2 separate regions of the Sus scrofa genome follow, and region 2 is linked to region 1. A link is a contact called in public HiChIP or PLAC-seq data. All regions are on one chromosome and are shown on one strand. Each heading gives the region's core, a stretch centred on a gene start, on an enhancer-like site or on the middle of the called end of the contact. The rest is flanking DNA. Distances are from core to core; before and after follow the strand shown. Region 1 holds the start of LRRC8B (volume-regulated anion channel subunit LRRC8B). Region 2 holds the start of KYAT3 (kynurenine--oxoglutarate transaminase 3).

Evidence for each region. HiChIP or PLAC-seq counts read pairs in DNA pulled down with a chosen protein or histone mark.
Region 2: a contact with region 1 is called in an H3K27ac HiChIP or PLAC-seq map of alveolar macrophages. The contact joins the promoter of KYAT3 here to the promoter of LRRC8B in region 1. A contact is called at or near these places in 1 of 5 promoter capture datasets (liver) and 1 of 2 datasets of contacts at active chromatin or transcription factors (alveolar macrophages).

The regions. Positions count from the first base shown.
Region 1 is chr4:127,135,245-127,137,964 of Sscrofa11.1, reverse strand. LRRC8B (volume-regulated anion channel subunit LRRC8B) reads left to right here and starts at 1,349. Exons shown (of 7, transcript XM_013997404.2): 1 at 1,349-1,534.
Region 2 is chr4:127,449,997-127,452,800 of Sscrofa11.1, reverse strand. It overlaps KYAT3 (kynurenine--oxoglutarate transaminase 3), which reads right to left and starts at 1,326. Exons shown (of 14, transcript XM_001929384.5): 1 at 1,245-1,326.

The DNA of each region.
Region 1 (2,720 bases), core at 100-2,599:
CCGAGACTCAGGAAGAAGACAGCTGCCAACCCAGAATGGTGTGGAGGAGAGAACAGACTGCTGTCTCAGAGAAGTGTCACAAAGGCAGCCCTCCGAGTCCCTTTCAAGGGAGTTCAAACTGTAGTCTGGAACAGTCTTTGTCAGACACAACTTGGTCTCAAACAACTCAGTCGTGCCATTTTCTTTACTCCCATTTATACAAACTGACCCGAAAGGCTCCAAATGCTGAGTCTTTTATAGTCTTTATTTTATTCCTTTGGGAGGTTCCTGTACAAACTTTTTTTTTTAATGCGAATATGATTGCCATAGCAATCCAGAGATATAAATGTTGCCTAATTGAATCACTGTGTTGAATTAGCCGGCAGAAAGACTGAGTGAAATCTGGGGCGGTACCAGCTACAATGGAAAAAAAAAAAATCATTATACACACACACACAAAATACATACCAAAAAAAAAAAAAAATCTGGGGCGTGGAGGGGCGGGTGAATGTGGATGATAAAAATTTTAAGTCCCTCGAATTTCTGGGTTTGGATTAAATGTTTGTTTGTTCTGCAAGGCACATGGTAACTTTTCAGACCAAGGCCACTTAAAAGGGAAACCAGCGGGGCAGTCAGTGGATGGGGAGACAGGCATCCTCGCTTATGCGTAAAGCCAGAGCCCCTCTACCTCGCTGTTCCCCGCATCCCAAGGATAATGACCCAGGAGAGACGGATGCCCCGGGAGGCCCAGAAGCCTCACGTAAGCCGCTTAGGTCGGTACAACCGCCCGCTGCTACACATGGGCTCGGCCCTGCAGCCTTTCCAAGCAGGCTGTGGAGGGGAAGGTACAGGGATTTCTGAGCCTCAGCGGGAGGTGCTGCGGGCTCCACCCGCGCCTTCCCTTCGGGTTCAAAACACGTTTTGTAAATAACAAGTTACTCGGTGAGCACGTGACGAGGCAGTGGTCCGCCCGCAAACCCTGCACTTCCCAAGTCCCTGGCGCGGGCATCTGGACAGCCCCAAGCTGCTCTGCCGCCCCCGGGGACAGGCCCCGGTGCTCCGGGCCCCGGGAGGAGCGGTGCGGGGCAGCCTGCACGCCGGGGGCCGTGCGGCGCGGGCAGGGCGGCCCCAGGGCGCGCTCCCGGGCGGCGGCGGCGCCTCGTCTCCATCGGCGCCGAGGGGCGAGGCCCCGGGCCCCGCGTCCCGAGGCCGGGCGAACGACCGGGCCGAGGCTGCTGCCAGTCCACCCGCGGGAGCAGCGGCCGAGGCAGCCGCTCCGCCCCCGCCGCCGCCGCCGCCGCCGCCGGCGGCCCCGCCCCGGCCCCTCCCCCTTCCCCCGCGAACTTAGTCAGCGGTTCGCGCCGCGGCGCCCCGATTGGCCGGCGGAACGCGCCGCGTCACAATGGAGCCGGTCGGAGGCGGCGAGCCGGGCAGCGCCGGGGCTTCCCGCTGAGCCCGCAGCCCAGGCGGCGAGGAAGTGCGGCGCGGGGCCGCCGCCGGCCCGCCCGGAGCGGCGCGGGGCGAGCGCGGGGAGCGCCCGGGCCGGAGCGCGCAGGTAGGTCGGGCCGGGACGTCCCCGGTCGCGAAGGAGGCGCCGAGGGGAGCCGGGAGGTGGAGGCGGAGGACCGGGTGAGCGGACGCAGCAGGTGGAGTTGGCCGAGCAGGTGCGGTTACCTGTGCCCGCCTCCCCTGCGAGCCGGGCCTAGCGGACAGGTGGCCGAGCCAGAGAGACGAGGCGGTGCTTCGCCGCCCCCTGGTCCCCGGCGGAGAGGGAGTGAGCCCCCTGAGGGCACCTCTCCTGGATGCGGGGTCATCCGGGCGGGCGGAGGGGGCGGCCGCGACCGGGCGGTCCTCGCTTTCCCCAGGAGCCTCGGAGCCGCACCTGCGTGTGCGTCCCCCCGGCGATGCGGGACCCGGGCTGGAGGCTCGTCCGCCCCCCCGCCCCGGGGGGGGAGCAGACCCCTGCGCTCAGCTCCCTGGTTGGCTCCTTTCCTCCTGCCGCTGTTTGTGAGCACTTACTCCTCTTGGGACCCCTGCAGTGGTTCGCCTGCAGTTTGATGGTGGGGTTGGCGTGTTTGAGGGAGAGGAGAGCATCTTGCGGTTCGCAGAGAGAAGCTAAGAGTTGCCCCGTCCTGGGCTGCAGCTGAGCAGGTGCTGAGCTGAGAGGGTAGAAGGGAGGAGGCTCCGTGTTGGCTCATCACCCCGGTGACTTCCCAAAGTCCATAGGTTGCTTTTGGTCAGGTGACCTTTGTGGAAGCCTTCTTTGCGGTCAGAAGGACTCCCTCTCAGCAGCTCCCTCCCCACCTTCCAAGAAGAGGACAAATCTAAATTTAAAAACAAAAACCTACCCGTGTGAACTTCCTTGAACAAGTTCGCCTTGCCAAAAACTTTTATTAAAAGTCTGTAAAAAGATAGGTATGACATTTTTTAAATTGAAGCTATGTAGCCAACTTAAAATAGGCCGTGTCCACTGCTTTCTAAGAGGAAATGAAATGGCGTGTGTCTATCAGACGAAGTCTCCTAAGCCCAAGTATTAGGCTGCAGTACCCAGAAGCAGCCAAGCTGCGGAATAATTATTTAACAATTCCAGTACCTTCCCTCTGTTCAGGCTCTGCCTCCTGAGAACCCCAAATGCTCTTGGAATTGTGAGGGCCAAAGTGACTTCCTTTGGCCCCTGGCTTCCCTAGGGGACAGCTTCACCCCTGAAGGAATATAAAATGACAGCCAGTCGCACAACAAAC
Region 2 (2,804 bases), core at 77-2,576, 310 kb before region 1:
ATGGCATATAGTATATCTAGGATTAACTCCGCAGTCATATACCCATGATCAAGAGAAAACTGTGCTATTATCTCTGGAGGAGATGGTTTAAAATGAAGATACAGAAGATATGTATGGCATAGCTGGGGGTGACCTGAGGCTGAGAAGGCTGATGAATTGTTGGAGGATCCAGGGCGAAAGGTGAGTAAAGCCGTCAAAAGAACTGTGAGACGTTTGAAGCTGTAGACTTCAATCCAAATGATCAGTGGATAATGACTTTGCATGTGGGAAGGAGAGGCAGAAGGAATCAGTTGATAATGTCACAAAGTCCAGGATGTTCAGGTTAACTGCAAGCTCAAGGAAGATTAAGGTGCGGTGACAGTGAAAAGAGGTAGTGCTAATTAATGCACAAACCTGGTTAAGAGTTACCACAAACAGCTTTATTTCTGCTTCATGCTCTGGACTTTAGTCCACTTCTACAGCCATGTCATCGGAGCAAGAGTGGGGAAAATCAGGTAGGTTTAGCTGGCACAAGACAAGTTAGGACACGTGCTTTTGCAAGTTTCTGAAAAGCTGTTTTGTGAAAAGGGAGTCCGGGTAACTTATTACAAATTTCGTAGAAGGCAGCAACAGGTCTGACTGGTGTTTAAGTTGCAGCAGCTGGGTCTCAGGCCCAGGGGAGCTAGGACTTTGTACAGGGGGCTGTGGAAGGAGCAGCTGCCAAGTTCCTCCCTCAGGTAGCAAAGAAGGAGCCTGCAAGACGGAAAAATTGGGTGGCAGGCGCCAAAAGCAACAAATTGGACAGCTTTCCGCTCTGATTGAGAAACTATGGGCTCCCCTAAGAGTCGTTTCTGCGGCAAGTTGACAGCTGTTTTCCTTCGCATGAAGAATCCCCACTGCTGCCAACTGGAGTGGGCGTCAGCTTCCCTCACCGTCCACGAAGTGCCCCAACTGCCAAATCCAGCGCGAAAGGGGCGGACGAGGAGGGGCCCAGGGTCCCACCCGCAGGCCAAGCACCTCGGCGCCTCCTCCGCAGCAAACTCCTCCAGGCCCGCGTGGGCCGTATGCACCGGCCGCGCGCCCCGGAGCCGGACACGAGTCCAATCCTGAGCCGAGTCCAGCCCGGCTCTTCCTCCCACCCCGCAGGCGCGGCCCCCGCGCGCACCCAGCGGCCCCCTCCCTCCCGCCTCCTCTCGCGGCCCCGCTCGCGGAGCCCAGGCGGCCACGGCCTCCCCGCACCCGTACCTTACCGACGCGCCACTCACATCCCTTCCGCGAACACCTCGCTTTCCGTGGCCCAAGTCCCGCGAGAACTGGAGAGTGCGTCGGGGCGCTCCGACGTGGGGCGGGGCCTGGCCGGGAGTCAGAGCGCGGATTGGCTGAGGGTCAGCCGGGTAGTGGGCGGGGCACCGTCGGACGGGGAAGCGACCCGGAGGAGAGGAAGAGGGAAGGGAGATGTGGCCGGGGATGGGCTGCGGGCTCGGCCCCTCCGGACCGACAGGATGGGGATGGAGGCCAGACGAGTGTGGGGCAGGATCCGGGCTGCGGGACGTGGCTCCTCCGGGTAAGGGGGGCGGGGCGGGGTCTTGAATGTGGTCCGAGATGGGGTGCGACGCTGAGGTCCGGAGCCCTAATTGGAGGTGTGTGATGGGTTGGGTTGGCCCAGTGATAGGACGCGGGCAGATTTGGAAGGAAAAGCCGGTTGTCGGGTCCCAGGGCTTAGGCGAGGGGAGGGTTGTATTTATCGAGATGTTAGCCGGTGCAGAGAGGGCAAGGCTAAGGAGAGTGTGCAGAAGGGCGCGTGGGTGTATTTATCTCCTGGGGTGGGGGTGAGAAAAAAAGCAGAGAGGAATTTACGTTCCTGAACAGTAAAAGCGGGTGTGATCAGAGGACAGAATGAAGGGGCCGTGGAACTGAGGAGGAAAATCAATGACAGTTTAAAAGGGAAGGAAAATCGGCCAAGAGAAACAGGAACACCACGAATTACTCGTTTTTGAAGGCGGTGTTAGCAAAAGGAGAGCCTTGTATTAAGCATCGAGCTTCATGCTTCAATTTTCTTCCTTTCCAATTTTAAGAAGATGGGAGGATAGAAGGAGTGGGAGGGGAGGTAGCATTGTTATTCACGTCCGGAGGAAAGGAGAGAGATAACTTTTGGTTGAACTAGGTTCGCCGAGTTTCAGAGGCGGATGGAAAATTGGCTGTGTGCAGTTGGGAATCTCACCCCTAGATCGTGAGCTACTGTCAGGGCATTCGTTTGTCAATACTCTTCAACCAAAAGGCCACCAGGAGCACAACTGCAGTCCAAAAGCTGGTTTTATAACTTTACAAAGAGGGAGAAAACACACCTTGGGAACCTTGGGTCGTTTGAATAATAGAGTGTTAGAAGAGATCCCTATTCAGGGATCCCTATTAATGGATCTTGTCTGTTATGCCCCTTCCTCGTAGTCAGAGACTGACTGATGCTGATGTCCTTTTAGATTGCGGTACTTTCCTGGAGGAGCTCCGCCATCCGTGCCTCCCAACAGTGAAGTCTTAATGGTAAGTGTTTGCTCAATTTCTGATGCCAGGTACGGTGTTTCTTTTTCTCACGTGTAACATGCATGAATTGAGAACAGAGGTGCACAGGCTTCTGGGGGAAATGGGCAGAGAGAGCGTGTGTCTCCAACCTTTAAGAGGAAGAAAAGGCCAGAGACAAGCAAATGTGTATGATGGTTTGAAATGGTGTTGAGTGCTGTGGACGAAGCCGTGAGGATGGGAGACTGCGGGTCGTTTAATTAGGAGAGTCAGAAAAGGCTTCTTTTGAGGAGGGAACAGTGGAACCCAGA